Linked DNA regions of Mus musculus: region 1 is linked to region 2. A link is a contact called in public HiChIP or PLAC-seq data. All regions are on one chromosome and are shown on one strand. Each heading gives the region's core, a stretch centred on a gene start, on an enhancer-like site or on the middle of the called end of the contact. The rest is flanking DNA. Distances are from core to core; before and after follow the strand shown.

Region 1 (5,927 bases), core at 841-3,340, 210 kb after region 2:
CGGTGGGGGTGCCATGGTGGAGGCCCCCGGTTTGGAGAAGTTGGAGTTCCAGGAACTGGGCTGTTTTATGGTAGAGGTGAACATGTCAGCCTGGGGGACAGTAAGGGAGGGAGGCAGGGGCTCCACAGAAAGGCACGCTGCCCCCACCATCCATGGTCACCTCTCTGTTGAGGACCGACAGCAGGGCCATGGAGGCAGGGTGGGACATTCACTTAAACAAAACTAGAGTTTGCATTCAGACTGCTTTGACTTCCAGGTGGGGCCTGTTTCGGAGGGCGTATTTGCATGTTACCAGGACATTGAGAAAACTGGCTGAGAGATCCACAGCTGTCCAGTAGCCCGAGACATGTATAGACGTGTCTGGCCAGGGGTGCCCCTCTGAGCTTACAGCAACAGCCCAATATGAAGCAGTGGCAGTTAGGGCCCAGGGCAGGCTCACACTGGGAAGGCCTCTGCTTTCAGATTGGGATCCTTGCATCTTCATGAGCTCGCATGCACCCCACCTTGCATGTCCTCAGGCCTCGCCCAGTCCTGGAACTTCACAAAGCAAGTGCTAAGCTGGGATGACTGTCATGAGACTTTCAGACCTTGTGGAGCAACACCCCAGGCAGTGGCGGGCCTGCCCACTCCATCCCCCAGTGCTTCTGGAGATAAGACCGAGACTAGGAAGAGAGCCAGCTCCGAAGGGCTGAGCCACCTGGTCCAGGGCCAGAACTCTTCCCCGTATAGACCAGCCTGGCCCAGGAAAATGTTCACATTTTTCTTTCTTAAAACAAGCTTCCTGGAATCACCTCTGCAAGACCTCTCCCCCTGCCTCAGCTCACTGCTTCTCCCTGTGCCTAGGCCCTCTCCCATGTGGGACATTTCATAGGCTGCTCTGCGCCCCTCCCCCCACCCCCAGGCAAACAAGCGGGCAGTGAGGCAGTCCTGCCGATTGTCTCTACATCTCCCAAGGACTTGGAGGGAGCTTGATACACAATGAGCACTAGTACAAGAAATGGCTAAGGAAGGGAAAGAAAATGAAGTGGTCAAAACTCCTGTGGCAACTTGTGGCCATTAATCCCGGCACTCGAGAGGCAGAGCCAAGATGACAGGAAACTCAGGGCTGGTCGGTCAGAGCTGCACAGTGAGCTCAGAGCCAGTGCAGGCTATTTGAGAAAGAACCTGCCTCAAAAATCAAAATAAAACGGCAATGAGCACCCCTGCCCAGACACTTAGAAAGAGATGCAAAGGACCAGTAGGTGGGCCCAGGCCAGCCGCTGTATCTGGAGAATCTGAGACACAAGAAATATACTAAGCCCATCAACCCCCAAAGACTCAGAAGCCAGCAGAAGCCGCCACACCCTCAACCACCCAAGAACAGACCAGCCACCCCACTCTGTTGAGTAAAAGGACAAAATTCTGGACACCAGGGACAGTGTGACCCAACGTAGGTAGTCCACAACTCCAGTCCCATCTTGGATACCCCCAGTAAGCAAGTTGGCTGTTGTCTGAGCCAACTTCTATGGCCACCCCAGGCTTTTGTACATCAAACCAGATCAGTAGACAAAATCTGGGGACCTCTCCCTGAGCCACAAGACCCAACCTTGCGGTTCTGGATCCTGCTACTAAAATAGCTATTTGGTCCCTTTGGCACCAAGGTCCCTCACAACTTAGGCTTCCTCCAAACAAAAGCTACTACCTACACCAGACAGCGGCACGGCTCGGACACTGGGAGTTCTGTGGCAGCCCACAGCCTGCAGTGCAAACCGGGAGGTACTGCTCCAGGCCTTCTTAGTCCCGAGCCCTCAGACAGTTCCTTGTTAGCGTTTTTCCCAACCCAGCCTGGCTGGCCCTGGCACAAGTTACTTGGAGCCACAAAGAACTGACACCCCCCATCCTTCAACATCAGCAGGAAGATGCCCGGCCCAGCTCTGCCCCTGAGGCCTCCCTTGCTGGCTGCCCATCGGGCCCCCTCTGACCTGCTGAGTGGTGAGAGGGGCAGGTGCTGCAGGGCTGAGCCCAGGAGGGGACAGGGTGCAGAAGGGGTGCAGCCACTTCTCCGAAGAGGACACGTTCCCAAACTTGTCTAGAAGAGATCCTGGGCCGGCTACCTCCCACCAGATCCTCCCCTCCACAGTCCCTCCTCTCACTGTCCCTCCTCCCATGTCTTCAGCCAGGCTAAGAGCCCGTCCAACCCCCCCTCCAGCGAGCGCACGCGCGCGCGCGCGCACACACACACAAACACACACACACACCCTACCAGAGGGAGTGGGTGGTTCCCCTCACATGCTCCATTCCATCTCTGGGAGCCAGGGACCCCACCCCAGCTCCCCAACCCCCACCAGCTCAGGCAGCTGACCTGAAGAGGAAACGCCTGCTGTCTGACTCACAACCACTACCCCAGCCAGTTACTGTGTAAGCAGCCGCCTTTTGTGTGGATACGCAGATATGAAGCAGGTTCTCCCATTCTCAAGCCTTGGGTCTCAGTTTCCCTTGTGGTGGCTGGGGGTTCTAGAAAGAGAAGGGGGCTGGGTGTGGTGGTTCACACCTGGGAGACAGAGACAGGCAGATCTCTGTGATTTTGAGAGTTGCCTGGTCCTCATAGCAAATCCTAGAACAGTCAGAGCTACACGGTGAGATCCTGTCTTTAAAACACACACACACACACACACACACACACACACACACACACACACACACACCATTTAACCAACACAACACCTTCCTACCTAACCCTCTGGCAAATGATGTCTCCTGAACCTGAGCTGCTGTGAATGGTACTGCATAAAATAGGTGTAGCTGGAACTGGAAACTGACATTTGTGCTTCCCTTGTACCCTTATTATTTAGAGATTAGTGGTGGATGAGAAGCCTGCATGCATCCTTGGGCTTCAGCCCTCAAGGCTCCCATTGCTCAGCTCTGTTCCCTCTCCCCTCAGACCAGCTCCACTCTCAGCCCCTGCTAGCTCTAGGTGGCCAGCAGACCCAGGCAGGAACCACTGGGTGTACTAGCTGTCGCTGTTTGGGATCCCAGTGCCGGCTCTGGGCACCTGCACCTGTGGACAGGCTACAGCAGGCTTGCACGCACAGCTAAGGCTAAGGGGTCGAGGACAGGGAACGGTCAACAAGGGCAGCCCTTAGAAACACACCAGATCCCAGATCGGCATAACAGGCCAGAAATGAGAGCCACTGGAAGAGGCAAGTGAGGCCACCTCAGAGAGCCCCAAGGACGGGAGAAGGCAGGGGTCACTGGTGGGCAAAGAGGCTTCAGGGACAGCCTCAGTCCGGACAGGCTTCCTTCCCCCAACCTTGGCCTGAAAACCTAACGGTCATGGATGGAGAAAACAACTCTATTTACAGGGCACAAGCCAGGCCAGCTCCCCACCTCCCGCTCCACGGCCCCACCCCCAAGACAGCTCTCACCTGGGAACTCTGTTTACTGCCTGACACCAAACCAAACCAAACTGTCAGCTCTAGGTGGAGTGAGGCTGGCTGAGTCATCAGGGAGCCGGAGGTGGGGGGGTGGGGGTGGAGAGAATGCTGTCCGGGAGCTGGAGATGGAGTGAGGGGGGAGAATGCTGTCCTGGAGCTCCCCTGCTGCCACTGGGTTCTCCTGAGCCAGGTCATCCATCCCATCAGCCCCTCTACCTGTGAGCCCCACAGTTCTGACTCCCCCCTTCCTCTTCTGTCCCTTGCCCCACCCACCTGAGGACCCATGATCACCTCCACCCCAAGCTCCTAGCTAAGGTGCACCATACTGCTGCACGGATGGATGGCTTGGGGACAGACGACAGGGCTTGGGGACGGTTGACAGTAGGGAAGAAGAGTTGGAACTGCGATTCTAGGGGGCCTCATGAGCTGCCTCTTGCCCATATCCAACCCAGAGGGGCTCGCTCACTCGACTCTCAGCAGGCTTTGCCTACCTCAGATCCTAAGGATGCCCACACACCCTGATCAATCCTTGATTCCACGTAGCAGACCCAGTGGTCAGGTTGAGTCTGTGGAGGGCATTGGACATCTGCTGAGTCACAGACCCAGGTGTCTGGATGTGTCGAGCGACGCCCACTGCACACACAAGTCCTGCTGGAAGCTGCCAGGACCCCACCCCCCCCCAGCCCAGCTCTTTAACAACATGGGAACTTGGCAGTGACAGTGACGAGACCGGGTGGGGCTGGGGGCAGCTGCTAGTGACTCAGCTGAGGGCATTCCCAGGGGATGCGTCACAGCACGGCCTGGGTGCTCTGCCACCCGCCCACCCTCTAGCAAGGCCTGCCAGTGAAGGAGCCACCCAATAGTGGGCTGGCAGCCAGGCATCTGTGACAGGCTGCCTTTCTTCCTCCTACAGAGGGTCCAGCTCTCAGGAAACAAGGGCCACTAGAGGATCCAAGAAGGCACGGGGAGGGACAGGGCAACTGGACTGCACTGCCTGCATGCTAGCTTCTGCTCGGTCCGGTCCTCCACTCTGCAGCAAGCGGGGGGGGGGGGCAGACTCCACTGGGAAGGGCTGAGTCACCTGCAGTTGCAAATCTCAGTGTGGGGCAGCCCCTAAGGGGCAGATGACAAGCTGTGGAAGAGTCCGGGTGAGGCCCTGAGCTGTGTGGAACCCTTGCTGCCTGCATCTTACTGGGTCAGGAAAGTGACTCGAGGTCCCTTTCCGACTGCCTCACAACACCCAGCCACTCTGCCCACCATTGGGATAAAAGGACTAAGTTCACAGCCAGGACCCTGGAGAGTGACCTCAGCTCTGTCCTCTGTTCTCACATGTACAGGTTGGGGCCAGGTGTGCACTGCAGCGTGCTGGCCAGGGAGGAGCTCACAGCCCGTGGCAGGAGCGGCTGGAAGTGTTTCTGCCATGTGTGGGGTGTGGGGAGTGGGGAACACAGCCTCCCGCCCCAGGCCTCCTGGGCCCCAATCCAATTTTCCGTCTGAGAAAGTGCTTCTGACTATTAAATATTTATCCCAGCAAGGCAGGCCTTGGCTCCCTTGGCCTGTGACTTCCAAAAAATAAAAAAATAAAAATAAATAAAAATAAAGGGAAACCCAGAGACAGAGGCAGAGAACAGGAAGAGAAATGCCCTTCGCAGGACAGCAGCTTCCCTTAGAATGGGGTCCAAAATTGGGAGTTCAATGTTTCCACCTATGACTCTGGTCCAAACTCACAGATACATTCTTCCTTCTGTCCAACTCCATTTCCCCAGCCCCTGTCCCCTACGCAGATCCAGCCTGGTGAACGTAGTTACTGCTGCCCTGTGGTCTCCCTCCTCATGGATTTTGAGCCCTCCGTGGCTCCTCCATGTATCCAGGCCACTGTCTGCTCTCTCCCCAGCGTTTTGGGACCTCTTGGCTATAGTGGTAGCAGCTCTCACTAAGTGGGCAGGCAGGGATGAGTGGACATCACTCAGACCTGACACCATCCCTGAGTGCAGGATCTGCCTCCTCCTCTTGGGCAGGGATCAAAGCTGGTGAGATCTTGGCGTTTTGCTCCTGGGTGGTAGTGATGCCCAGGTAAGATAAGCGTCTCACTCTCTCTGCCACGGCTAGAACCTCTCCTCCCTAGCCAAGCCGACCCAAGCTGCACCTGAAACACAAACAGCTTCAGTATAGGGTGTGGAGGAGGTCACAGAAGGGAGGACACAGAGGGCTGGAGTAAAATGCTCCCAGCAGGGGCAATGACTAGGCCTTCCCAGGTGGAGGTGGGCACAGCCGCCAGGGCCCAGGAGGTTAGGAAGCTAGAGGATCTGCCGGTTCCGTCTTCCTGTCTACACTCATGCTTTCTTGGCTGATAACAGCAGATGCAGCCTGTGGCTTGGAGAGAGCAGAATGAAGCCTGTTCTGTCACCTAACCCATCCAAATAAAGAGCCTTACTGGGCAGTGGAGATGCACACCTTTAATCCCAGTTCTATGATCCCAGCAGGGGCAGGGGGAAATCTCTGAACTCAAGGCCA
Region 2 (6,550 bases), core at 2,233-4,732:
GGACCACACATGTTCTCTTCACAAGGCACAATAGGGCCTTTTGGAGCTTACAGCTCTGCTCACTTTGGTAAGATCACCAATAAGAAGCCCAAATGCAAGATCATGCGCTAAAGAGATGGGGAGAACCTCCACCCATCCATCTGTGAGCCCGACTTTCTCGATGAATATGTGCCTGTGAAGGGCTGCAAATGTACATCCGGTATTGATCTTAGGGCTGCAGATAGATTTCAGTGAGTAGGCATATTCACGAACACAGAATCCGCAGATCTCAGATAATGCTCTGATGTGTTGTGCAATATCCAAACAGGATAGAGCTCTCTTCTGACCTAAGTCCTTGACCAACCAAACTGTTCATTGTGCCTTTTCAAAGCAGGTGCTTGGTCCTTGTTCCAACCTGACCCCCCTTGGGTAAGGGATGGGTCCTCTCTAGTGTCTATCTTCTGCAACAAGCACTTAGGGAGTCTCTGAGCATTCATGGAGACACAAGAGAAAGGGGGGTTGCGAAGGGATGCTGTGAGGGGCATGGAGGCCTTCGAGGGCTGTACAACACAGTCATAGTCAGGGTATGGGCTTGGGGCTAGAACCAATGAGAGCCGTTTCACTCATGCCAAGGTAACTCGGCTGCTCTTGTCTTTCTCAGACACCCGTTCAAGGCCGGTGGGTAGAGGAGTGGTGCGTGGATATGCTTTTACTTCTTCTATCACACCATCAGAAGGGGTCTCAGTGAACCCAGGAGGAAGAGAAAAGAAACAGTTTCCAAGAGCAAAAGATAAAAAGGAACACAAATGACAGAGGAAATGAAACCTAGTCTGCTGCTTCTTGGAGTCCCAGCCTGAATGAAGTACCCCCTCTGACTGTAAGGAGTCACCTGCTATACCTGCTGTTTGTCTGGGCTTTGTACACCAGGCCAACCATTCCACCCAGCTGGAAGCGTTCTCTTTGGAAACACCCACGCCTGCTTGCTTTGTTCCCAGAGAAGCTCAAGCTGGCAGTACTGAGGTCTGCTCCGCCCTTGCTCTGATCACAGCCAGTCTCTGGTTCTTGATGAAGCAGTAGTGAGCTCTCCTCAGGTGGAGGCCCCAACATGTCCACATGGGGCACACTCTCAGTGTGGGCAGGTGTGTGGGACTCTACCTGAGTGTGCAGTCAGCCCAGGTCATGGGTGGCTGGTGCAGACCTGCATGTCTGTAGGCATCTAGTGTTAAGCTTCGAGGAGCCCTGTGTGTACTTCCAGCTGTGAGGACAGACTCACACTCCAGAATTTGTGCTGCCCATAGCTATGGTTACTAGAAAGAAAGCCATTTGGGGCCCAGTGTGCTGGGTATGGCCAGAGAAAGCACATTTCTGAGGCCACTTTGGTAATGCACCCGAGGGTGACAGAGGAGTAGAGAAAGAACAAGCAGAGAGAGACAGAGAGAAAGACTCACAGAGAGAAAGAGACAGAGAGGCAGACAGAGACAGAGAGACAGACATAGACACAGAGACACAGAGACACAGAGAGTCAGAGACAAAGACACAAAAACAGACACAGAGACACAGAGAAAGACAAAGACAAGCAGACAGAGACACAGAGAGAGACAGAGATAGAAAAAGACAGAGAGGCAGACAGAGAGAAACATAGAGACATAGAGAGACAGAGACACAGAGAGAGACACACAGAGAGAAAGAGACAGAGAGGCAGACAGAGACGAGAGACAGAGACAGACACAAAGACATAGAGAGAGAGAGAGAGAGAGACAGACACAGAGATATAGAGGGACAGACACAGAGACAGTGAACCAACAGAGACAAAGAGACACAGAGACACACAGAGAGAGACAGAGAAAGAGAGAGAGAGAAACACTATGGTAGCACAATCCTGCAATCCTATTACTTTCCAAGGGCTGCGACAGGAGAATCGATATTTCTAAGCTATGTAGTGCAACAACTCACAAAACAATCAAAAAAGGAAATGGGAAAGGCCCGAGAACAGCCACCGCACTCAGGCAGGTGACGCTCCTGAAGCAGAAACGTCACTTCTGTGGCCACAGAGAGCCCAAGCTGAGGTTCAAGGGAAACTCCCACTCCTGCAGCATCCAGAGCCACAAACTGCCAGATCTCTGAACCCTGACCCCAGCTACCAACTAGCTACTCTGCCCGCTTCATCCTGCTCTGGCCTCTCATGGCTTGGCCTGACCCTGAGGAACAGCTCCAACAGGGCCGCACCTCCCTCAGGGCCACTGCAGAAGAACCTGGAAAGATGACACAGTTCCCAAACACAGCCACTGCGGTCTCATGGGGGGATGAGGGAATGAGGGATGGTGACAGGCTGAGGCCAACAGTCCTCCAGGCTGGGGCCATAGTCACATTCCTCCTTTTGGGTAAATAAACACACCCTCTGACCAAAGGCCCAGGACAGAGTGAGTAAACCTTGCTGACCCCTTCCCAGAAGGAGCCACCAGACCTAGGTGATGTTGGGTAACCAGAATTGCAGCCCAGACAGAAGGTCTCTGTGCTGAGCGTTAGTGGGGCTGAGTGGCTCATTTGGTGGCTGCAGGGACTGTGCATTCTAAGAACAGCTGAGTCCCACTACAGGAACGGCCAAGACTTACATCCCAGGCTGGGCAGTGTCCAAGAGCCAGTCAGCACCTGCCTTGGCGGTGCACACCAAGCACTTTGGGGCCATCCCAACACTGGCTAGCTATCAAAGGTTGCTTTTGGCCCTGCGCTTGAGATGATAGGGCCGAGCAGGGGGCACAGAATACTGAGATGGACATTTACAGGCAGCCAAGGCTGTGCTTAATCCCATGTGGCAGAAGAGCACATAAACCCCCAAGCATGATGCTGTGTCCAGGATAGAATGGCTACAGGAGATCCAGAGCCCTTCACTCTGCCCACCCGCCACATGCCCTCCACCCAGCTTGGAAGATTCAAGGCTCAAGTAAGTGGAGACCCTTTATTCACGTTCATAAACCTTTTAAAGGTACAACTTCAAGCTGGAGAAACTGAGGGCGCACAGCCCAGGCTAGGGCCAGGGAGAGCACTTCAGCAGGTCCTCAGGACAGAGCTAGAAACTGGAAATAGCTACCTCCAGTGAAAAAAGGATGAAGGTAGGGACATCGGAGGACTCTCAAGATCAGCAGCCTACAGCAGGGCTCCCGTGTGGGAGGCAGAGCTGGACCAGAGGTGGTGGAGAACCTGACCAACTCGTGAGTCCACCAGATGGCCAGCGTAGGGGAGAGATAAGGAACGTGCTAGGGAGCCTGGGCGGGAACTGACAGTGAGGTCGGAGGCAAAAGGGCCATTCCCAGCAGGTCTCTAGAGAGTCCCGGAATGTCCCATTCCTTTTCATCTCTCCGCCCCCGCAGAGATGCCAGACCCGGGTGGGCAGGGCTTCCTTGGAGACCCCACCCCGCCCCGCCCCGGGCAGCACCGCCCCCCACGTGGCCGCCGCCGGGTGGGGCCGCACCTCCCCTTCCTCCCTCCAGCCCCGCCCGGCCCGCGAGCGCGGTTAGACTGTGCGGAAAGCAGCCGCGAGGCCGCCGCCCGCAGCCCCAGACGCTCCGGCGCCGGGACACAGCACTCTGCACCATCTCTCGGCTGTACCCCCACCCGGTAAGTCCGCGGCTTCGGGCTAGCCTGGAACGCAGAGGGAAACCGAGTCTGGGGGCAGTGAGGGAAATGGTTGGGGTTGAGGAGCGGACTGCCGCGTGTGCACCAAGGTGGCCAAGAACCTGGTCCCGCGCTCTTGGCCCTCGACTACGGGCTGATATGGAGATGATGCTCACTGCTCATAGGGTGTTTGCTCCGGGTCGGACTGGAGGAGTTCCCCCACCTTGCGGCTACCACATCCTGACCATGAATCAGCCACAGTTGAGAAAATAAACTTCAACTGGAGGTCCGCCTCCGGGATAGCACAGGGCGAGCTTGCGGCCCCGCCCTGACAGCTAGCTTCTAAAGATGCCCGCCGCCGGTGGGCTAAGGCAGACCTGAGAGAGTGACACAGCTCTGTTTCTTGTGGCTACCCCTGTCTACCCTCCTCCTGGGCAAGGACGCTGGGAATGAAGGTGATCTTAGCAGAAAGCCCAACTATGCTTTGGTGGACTCCCTAGAGGACTATGGGATGGAGAGCCGTCTATGGGCCCGTGTGTCCCGTCTTCTAACCGCTCAGTGCCCGGTGGCACACGGTGACAGGTTGGACACACCAGGAGTCAGCGGCAAAAATGACCCTGCTCCTTCCTGCCTTGGGCTCCAGGTCAGTGCACCCACTCTAAAGCTTGCACGCCCGGGTCGAAGCCAGAGTTGGGAAGTCCCTCCTTACCCGTCCTCTCTGGGCCTCAATTCCTTCTCTAAACTTGAAGGGTGAGGAGAGTGTCTCAGACTGTATCCCTTCAGGGTGTCACCCAGGGCAGGGGGCATTTGGGAAGCAGACACTGTAACCCCTAGAGCAAAAAAAAAAAAAAAAAAAAAAAAAAGGTGTTTGTTCCAAGGCTGGAGACTAAGGCTTCTCCCTGTCCCAACCCATTGGTTGGGGAGCAGCTGTGCAAGTTGACCTAGCTGGGGGTCCCCCTAGGACCAGGTAGGAGTTGCCCTGCCTGGCTCTGCCTTCCTACCTTTTCCTGGCGGTCTCTAAGCTTCCCTCCCTGGTACCCAAGCAGGCTGTTGGCAAGGGTTCTGCTCCTGAGGGGTTAACCTCCAGCTGAGGCCCCTCATTTTGTGGGGGTGCTGATGGCTGTCTAGCTAATTGCACCCATCTCGCTGTGCTGAGACCTGAAAGCACCTACCTTAAATAGACTCGTTCACCTTCTACCAAAGTGCACTTGTTACAGGGGAAAGTTTTCAGGCTTATGAAAGCTGTTGGAGGAGGCAGGAGAATTGCAGGATGGTGGGTGATGGGGACACCTGTGGGTGCAGGCAGGCTGCTGCTGGGCCATTCTGGGCAGGAATGGTGGCGGTCTCCGGAGTAGGCTGAGTCCTTGGGCTCTGTGAGGGTCCTCACGGTCTGAAGGATGGGGCCTAATATTGTACTGCCTGACCCTGCACACAGCAGGTGTTTAATAGGTGCATAGTTCCTTGGCCAGTGGGCATTGTGGTTAGAGAGGGTATACCTCTCTCTTTTTAGAGTGAGCTTCAGAGTTAGTCTCTCGGGGCTACCATAAGGGGAACCATAAGGGGAACGGGCCTAGGAACATCTGATGTAGAAAGGGACGATGGACCCCCCCCTGTCACTGGAGGTGTGAGAATGGGGCCCTAATATGTGGCCTTCACCCTGGTTAGCCTGACCTAAGTGAGGAAGGTCTTGTGAGAATGTTCAGACAGCCTGGGCCTTGAACCAAAGTAGGATCTGTTTAGAGCTACCCCTGCTCAGCACCCAGTACATGGATCTGTTCACAGCTACCACTACCCAGCACCCAGTACATGGATCTATTCACAGCTGCCCCTACCCAGCACCCAGCACCCAGTACATGGATCTATTCACAGCTGCCCCTACCCAGCACATGGATCCATTCACAGCTACCAGGGCACATAGCACATGTCAACACCAGCTGTACAGGAACTGGGTAGGGGAACGTGCCGGCTGAGCCTGTGTTCCCTGTGCCCCTGTCCTAAAGTGTGATTACATAAGGAACAGGACTGGAGCTAATTAGTGCCAGTCCTTTGCTGGGGCTACCTCTGTCATCCCTCGAGCACTGTCCCCAATCCCTATTCCCCTCACCTCCCACAGTCTGTGAGCAGGTCTGCGTGCTGAGAGGAGACAAGCCAAGGGCTGACGGGACCCATCTGGCCCTTTGGCTCTCACTTTGTCTGGAGAGTATGTGAGCTACTGTCTGTTCCGACAGGAGGCACTTACAGTGCCTGGTGCTGTAGACATCAGGTCCTGTCCCCACATCACCCCCTGCCAGGAGGTCGTATCCAGTCATATGCCACACAAAGCCCTCTTACCCCCGTATTCCCTATTATGGAGGTGTGAGGATGAGGCCCTAATATGTGGCCTTTGTCCTGGTAGCCTGACCTAAATGAGCAAGTGTTCGCCACATGACAAGGTCTCAGGACTGGACACTGCAGTTCAGAGAGTAGAAGGCTTTGTCCAGGTCAGGTAGCCTCTGCTGAGTGTCTAGACGGGGTGTGTGAAAAGCAAGCTCACCCTCCAGTCTCCCTCTCCTCCAGTGACTATAACAGGACCTGCTGCCTTGAACACCTAGTGCCCGGTTCATCAGGTATTGGTAGATGGAGTCGGGTGTGGCTGAGGGGGATGTCACAGTTAGTGTTGCTATTGCTGTGATAAAACACCATGACCCAAACCGACAGAAACATAAGACAACCTGAGGAGGAAAGGGCTTACTTCATCTTACAGCTCCCAGGCCACAGTCCATCACTGAGAGAAGACAGGGCAGGAACCCGAGGCAGGAACTGAAGCAGAAGCCAGGAGGAGGACTGCTTACTGGCTTGCTTCTCAAGGCCTGTTAACCCTGCTCTCTTAGGGTATTTCCAGGACCACCTGCCCGGGGAAGCACCACCTTCCATGGGCCAAGCCTACCCACATCCATCACTAGTCAAGAAAATGCACTGT

The links. HiChIP or PLAC-seq counts read pairs in DNA pulled down with a chosen protein or histone mark.
Region 1: a contact with region 2 is called in a FOXA1 HiChIP or PLAC-seq map of pancreatic cancer cells. The contact joins the promoter of Ahnak2 here to the promoter of Inf2 in region 2. A contact is called at or near these places in 1 of 39 promoter capture datasets (neural stem cells) and 1 of 115 datasets of contacts at active chromatin or transcription factors (pancreatic cancer cells).

What each region holds. Positions count from the first base shown.
Region 1 is chr12:112,793,652-112,799,578 of GRCm38.p6, forward strand. Ahnak2 (AHNAK nucleoprotein 2) reads right to left here and starts at 2,091. Exons shown (of 10, transcript NM_001378499.1): 1 at 1,962-2,091.
Region 2 is chr12:112,585,302-112,591,851 of GRCm38.p6, forward strand. Inf2 (inverted formin, FH2 and WH2 domain containing) reads left to right here and starts at 3,483. Exons shown (of 23, transcript NM_198411.2): 1 at 3,483-3,594.